Regions from separate parts of the Gossypium hirsutum genome. Here region 2 is linked to region 1. The links are chromatin contacts, called in public Hi-C maps. All regions are on one chromosome and are shown on one strand. The core of a region is the stretch at or near the end of the contact, and the rest is flanking DNA. Distances in the headings are between cores, read along the strand shown. Region 1 holds the start of LOC107932559 (heptahelical transmembrane protein 4). Region 2 holds the start of LOC107950911 (1-aminocyclopropane-1-carboxylate synthase CMA101).

Region 1 (2,799 bases), core at 111-2,610:
GGCGACGACGTGACCGTGGCGGCGTCAGAAGGTCAAGGGTCAGAAGGCTAGAGGCGGCGTCTAGGTGCGGCGCTAGGGTTTATTTTCTGAAACCCTAGCTTGATTTTTTTAGGGGGAAATTGGGCTGATTGGGTTTTAGTGTATTGGGCTCTGGGGGTGTTTAATTTTGGGTCTGCTGGTATGGGGTTTGATGAATTTGTTGGGTTGTATTTGTAAATGGGTTAATTGGGTTTAGTTTGTTGGGGCTGGGTAGGTTTGGGTGGGCAAAATTGGGTTGTACAGGAAGGATAGTTTAACATGTTTGTTTCCCTTTGTCAAATTTTTTTATTTAAATTTAGTTTTTAAGATTAATATTTTTAATTTTAGATTTTCGAAATATCAAGCCAATTTTTGAACTTCGTTAGACAAATCTATTCACTTGCTATAACCAAGCTTAATATTGTAACTTTGTTTAGACAATAGTAAATTTTGATTGTAAGCAAAGAATATTGGATGAGTGTTTGTAATATTTAGGGTTCATTATTGGGTTGCGATTATCCAATATTATAAGGGTGGATTGGGCTTTAGCCAATAGATAATCTGAATCAATATTTGAATTTTGTTAACAAGACTCGGTAGAGTAAGATTGTTCTTTGAATTTTGTTAACAAATATTGTGCATTGATTTATCTCTTAGCCTTAGTCTCTTTTTGAATTTGTTAGCTACACTCTCTTGTTCTAAGTTGTATTGTAACATTGGTTAGGACAACAAATTGAAATAACTAGTAAACTGGTTCCTTTTCAAATCTTCGATTATAAATAATATCAACTGGATCACAAATGAAGTGACAAAATACTTATATTTAACTCTTGAATTAACATCAATCTTAAGTTTAATCATCGAACAACTCCTATTTAAAACTATCAACAAACATAAATAAAATCATAAAATTTGAGATTTGTGAACAACCTTAAACTACCTAGCATTTAATACCCTAGGTTGTAAAATAATTCAAAATGTACAATCTAATTATAGATTCTGATCATATCTTATTTGCTCTTTTTGACACAATACCTAAAACAACCCATAACCCCTCCACAACTCATAAATTTAGAGGATAATGCACTTTAATGCACTTAAACTCACTCCCATATTGACAACAATACTCATACCAATCGAGTTAAGACTCAATCGACCAAAATGTACTAGATCATAATTTAGAAATCCAATCCACAAAAGCATTCTTCCAAAGCTATTGGGATATTATTAAGATCCCCAAAATAGTAAAAGGTGGTCCACCACAAAAACTTTAAAATTCCCAATTTTTTTTAACAATCCCACCAATTATTTTGACATTTTAATCCTTCATTCTCTATTCTAACACCTCCACCACTCCCCCCAACAAAACAAACCTTCGCTATTTTCGCATCGCCACAATGAACCAGATTTCTTTTTAAATCTCACTAAATGAAGTCTCATTCTTTAATTTTTCATTAACACAATTTCTTTAACATTTTCTTTCTTGGAACCTGACTTTTGCTCCCTGTTTCAGACATTATCGGTTAGGTTTTTCTCCTACTTTCTTTGTCTTTTTTTCTTTCTTTCTTTTTTTGTTGCATATAAATATTTAATTATTAGTATCATCCAAAAACTAACTTTGGGGTGTATATGAATGTGTGTATATATATATATTCTACTGTGTTAATAGAGTCCTTCGCCTGAGAGTTTTGTAATATAAAAAAGAAGGATCCCCATCTGGGTCTCCATTCTCTGCTGGTGATTCTTCAATTTCCTTCATTATTATTATTTTTCTTTTCCAGGTGCCACTTTCTCTCTACATTTCATATTGGGTCTTTTTTTTTGTTCTGTTTTGGTATAATTATAAATTTAGCTTTTAATATTTATATTTTTTTGTCAAATTGGCTTTATTCATTTTTTTAGTTAAATTTCACACTCAACTTAAAAAAAAAAAGTCTAATTTAGTCATCATCCTTTTAAAAAAAGAGTTGAATTGTTTTGTTCAAGGAAATATGTATTAAACCGTTAAATTTTTAAACATAACAGCCTACATGATAATTTACTTGTTTAATACTAATATTTCTTGAACTTTTAATACATTTTTTGATTTTTTTAAAATTTCTTTTAAAATTTTAACTTATTTATTAGTATTACATATAAGATAAATAGTATAATATTAAAATGAAGTTCGACTATAGGTAAGGGTGTAACTAGAAGGGGCAAGCAGTAGCCTTGCCCCTTTAACTAAGTGATATATTATTAATTTTAGTCATTTATATTTATAAAGCATTTATATTAGCTTTTTTTAAACAAATTTTTTTTTACCTTTGGCTCAATGGAGAAATTAGAAATTCTTTAGAGGGGGCCGAAATTAAATTGTAATTTTTACGATAGTAAAAATGTAATTTCAACATTTAAATAGGTTATATCTTTATAATTTTTAAATGATTAAATCAAATTCTTATATTTTTAGGAGAGGGCAAAGTGCAATTTAACATTTACTAATTTAAATGTTTAAAAATTTTAAAAGGTCTAAATAAATTTTTTTCCATTTTAAGGGGGTTGGGGGCCTAGCCAGCTCCCATAGTTTCGCCCCTACTTTTGCCCTCTAACACTAAATTCCTGGCTTTGCCTTTGTTGCCACACCATCACTAAAAAATTAATATTTAAGTAAGCATTTCTATTAAAAACGATTTGATTATTTTTGAAAGGTTAATGGTTAAATTTAACTTAAAAAGAATAATGGCCAAATTGAAAAAAATGTAAATGTTGAGGACTCAATTTGATATTATATCTTTTGTT
Region 2 (2,986 bases), core at 229-2,728, 320 kb after region 1:
TAATTCTGACTGTAGTCTTCGATTCGACTCATCCAGACAAGGGTTTCACATTCACATGTCTACAACAAAACCACGTGGCCTTCTTCAAGTCCTAACAATGGAAAAGGGGAAAACCCTAATTGAAAATAAAATGAAGGAATTTCAGAGAAATGCTAAGCATGACAGAAAAGGAAGATGAGACAAAGTTGAATTTGCCTTTGTATATATGCAACTTGTCATGTCGGTTTCATTTACAGCCAAACCTTTCTATATATATTTACTTTTGTTAGTTTCCAAAACATGTGAAATCTACATCATAGACTAGTCGAATATACGATTTCAACACTCAACACACTAAAAAGAGGGTTCATCTCAAATTAATACATAAATAAGACTATAAAGACAAAGGGTTTCCCCGTAATGAATGATCCTTCAATGTAGGTTATGAATAAGCTTTAATATATTCATCCACGTAATTGGGTAAAAATAATTATTTCTTTATCACAGTTAAGGATTGTTAGCATCTCCTAACAAGATCATTGAACACTTGTAGGTCTTCTTTTCCGTTTGAGATCATTTTAGCTATACGGTCAGTAGATCTGTTCATGAGTCAGGTTGGAACTTTGAGAGGGTTCGAGCAAAAATATTAATTCTGTTTAAAATATGGGTCAGACTCGGGCTTGAATATTCAGGGCTCGAGCCCGACCTGGCCCAATCCATTTTAAGTTTATAATATTTTTATACATTATGTAATTTAGAATACATTATAAAAAATAAACCTATACTAAATATATAATACTACTCTAATGTAAATATTAAAATAATTTTAGAATGACTATATAAAAATTTGTAATAAATAAAAAAATGTATAAAATTATTAAATATCAAAATAATATAATATAAATATTTTTTTAAAAAATTTGAAAAATAATATGGATGGGCCTAAAATGAGTTTGGAATAGTCTTTTGTAAATATGGACAGGTTTGAGGAAAATTTTAGCCCCGACCCGAACACGACCTGACCCGACCCACGAACACCTCTAATGGTCAACAACTTATTTATTATACATGTATTATCGAATATTGAATTGGATAAACATATATTATAATAGAATTTAAGGAATCTAAGCCTATCTCTTTTCTTTTCTTTTATTTTGCTTTATCATTGAGGAACAAAGATTTACCAAACTCCACCGTCCACGTGGTAGATAATACCTTGAATTTATGAGCTTATCATAAAAAAGGAACGAGGGACATTAAACAAAGTGGCCGACATGGATTTTATGGGGTAAGACATAAAAGGGAACATAAGGGCCACAGTTTCAAACATCAGAGTCCAAGTCAGCATGGACTTAATAGGTTGGTCAAGTATTTTATTTATGAATTTTTATTATTGAATAATAAATGTGTGTATATATACCCAATAGCAATAGCTGAATCCAATCGATCTCCATTAACAACAATCAAAGCTTTTTTTTTTCCCTTTTATCAAACAACAATCACAAGATTGCAATAAAAGTATCATATCATATTTGGTGGCATCAAATAAGATCAAAAATGGGGTTATTGTCAAGAAAAGCCACGTGCAACTCACATGGCCAAGATTCTTCTTACTTCTTAGGATGGCTTGAATATGAGAAAAACCCTTACCATCATCTCCATAACCCTAATGGTATCATTCAAATGGGTCTTGCAGAGAATCAGGTAACTCACAATAATTCAAAAAAAAAACCCAGAAAAAATGGGGATTCTTTATATATATATATATAGCTTATTAAAGATGCAGTTGTTATTATTATTATTATTTGCAGCTGTCGTTTGATCTTTTAGAGACATGGTTGGCTAAAAACCCAGAAGCTGTAGGGTGCAAGAGAGATGGGCAATCCATTTTTAGAGAGCTTGCTCTTTTCCAAGATTATCATGGCCTTCCTGCATTTAAAAAGGTATAAGCTTTATAAAGCTTATAAAAATAAAGACTTCCATTTTATTTTAATGATAGAAATGAAATAAAGATGATGATATTTGTTATGAACAGGCATTGGTTGATTTCATGGCTGAAATCAGAGGAAACAAAGTGAGTTTTGAGCCAAATAACATAGTCCTCACCGCCGGTGCAACTTCCGCCAATGAAACTCTCATGTTCTGTCTTGCTGAACATGGCGATGCTTTTCTTCTTCCTACGCCGTATTACCCAGGGTATATTTTGTTAAGGACAATATTATGATTTTGGTCCCCTTATGATCAAATTGGATTTAATCTTTTATATTTTAATTTCACATGATTTAATTATTTTAGATTTAGGATAACATTAATATTTAACTATTTTGGTTGAAATATTAATGTATATTTTTTTCTTAAAAACACCTTTTCCAGCACAAAAGATTTATGTCAACCTGATACAAGAGCGAAACTAAAAAACTTCTTAGAGGTGAAATTTAGTTGTAAATTTTTGGGAGATCAAACTGAAATTTTATCATGCATGAATTTACAATTTCATCATTTTTTAAGAAAATATATATAAATTTTTTCATTTTTAAGAGGCCAAAGTATAATTTTTGCCATATAGTAACTTTTGATTTTAAATTTTTTGAGAGGACTAAAAGGTAGATATACCATTTTGGGGGGTTAGGGTCATTACCTATCTTTAATTTCACCCTTAAAATGATGAGTTAAAAGCAGTGTTTTTAAGAAAAAAATCCATATACATATTTTACTCGAAATAGTTAACAATGGACTAATTAATGGGATTGTAAAAGTAGAGGATTAAGCTACTTCAAATTAATATATAGGGACTAAATGTCAAATCTTAACATTGTAGAAGGACTAAAATAAAAATTTTACCTGTAACTTTATGCATGAAATCATCAAATACGTGCTGACAAACTATATGAATTATTTTCTTCCGCCATTGTTTCACAGATTCGACAGAGATCTCAAATGGAGAACCGGTGTTCAGATAGTACCGATCCACTGTACCAGCTCCAATTGTTTTCGAATCACAGCATCC

The links. A called contact is a pair of places that touch in the nucleus more often than the background predicts.
Region 2: a contact with region 1 is called in a Hi-C map of leaf, with 2.1 times the contacts expected there. The contact joins the promoter of LOC107950911 here to the promoter of LOC107932559 in region 1.

What each region holds. Positions count from the first base shown.
Region 1 is chrD03:3,058,094-3,060,892 of Gossypium_hirsutum_v2.1, forward strand. It overlaps LOC107932559 (heptahelical transmembrane protein 4), which reads left to right and starts at 1,361. Exons shown (of 4, transcript XM_016864602.2): 1 at 1,361-1,540. It overlaps LOC107932541 (a long non-coding RNA gene), which reads left to right. Exons shown (of 2, transcript XR_001693427.2): 2 at 1-351.
Region 2 is chrD03:3,376,128-3,379,113 of Gossypium_hirsutum_v2.1, forward strand. It overlaps LOC107950911 (1-aminocyclopropane-1-carboxylate synthase CMA101), which reads left to right and starts at 1,479. Exons shown (of 4, transcript XM_016885822.2): 1 at 1,479-1,683; 2 at 1,791-1,922; 3 at 2,015-2,175; 4 at 2,899-2,986. The coding sequence starts at 1,537.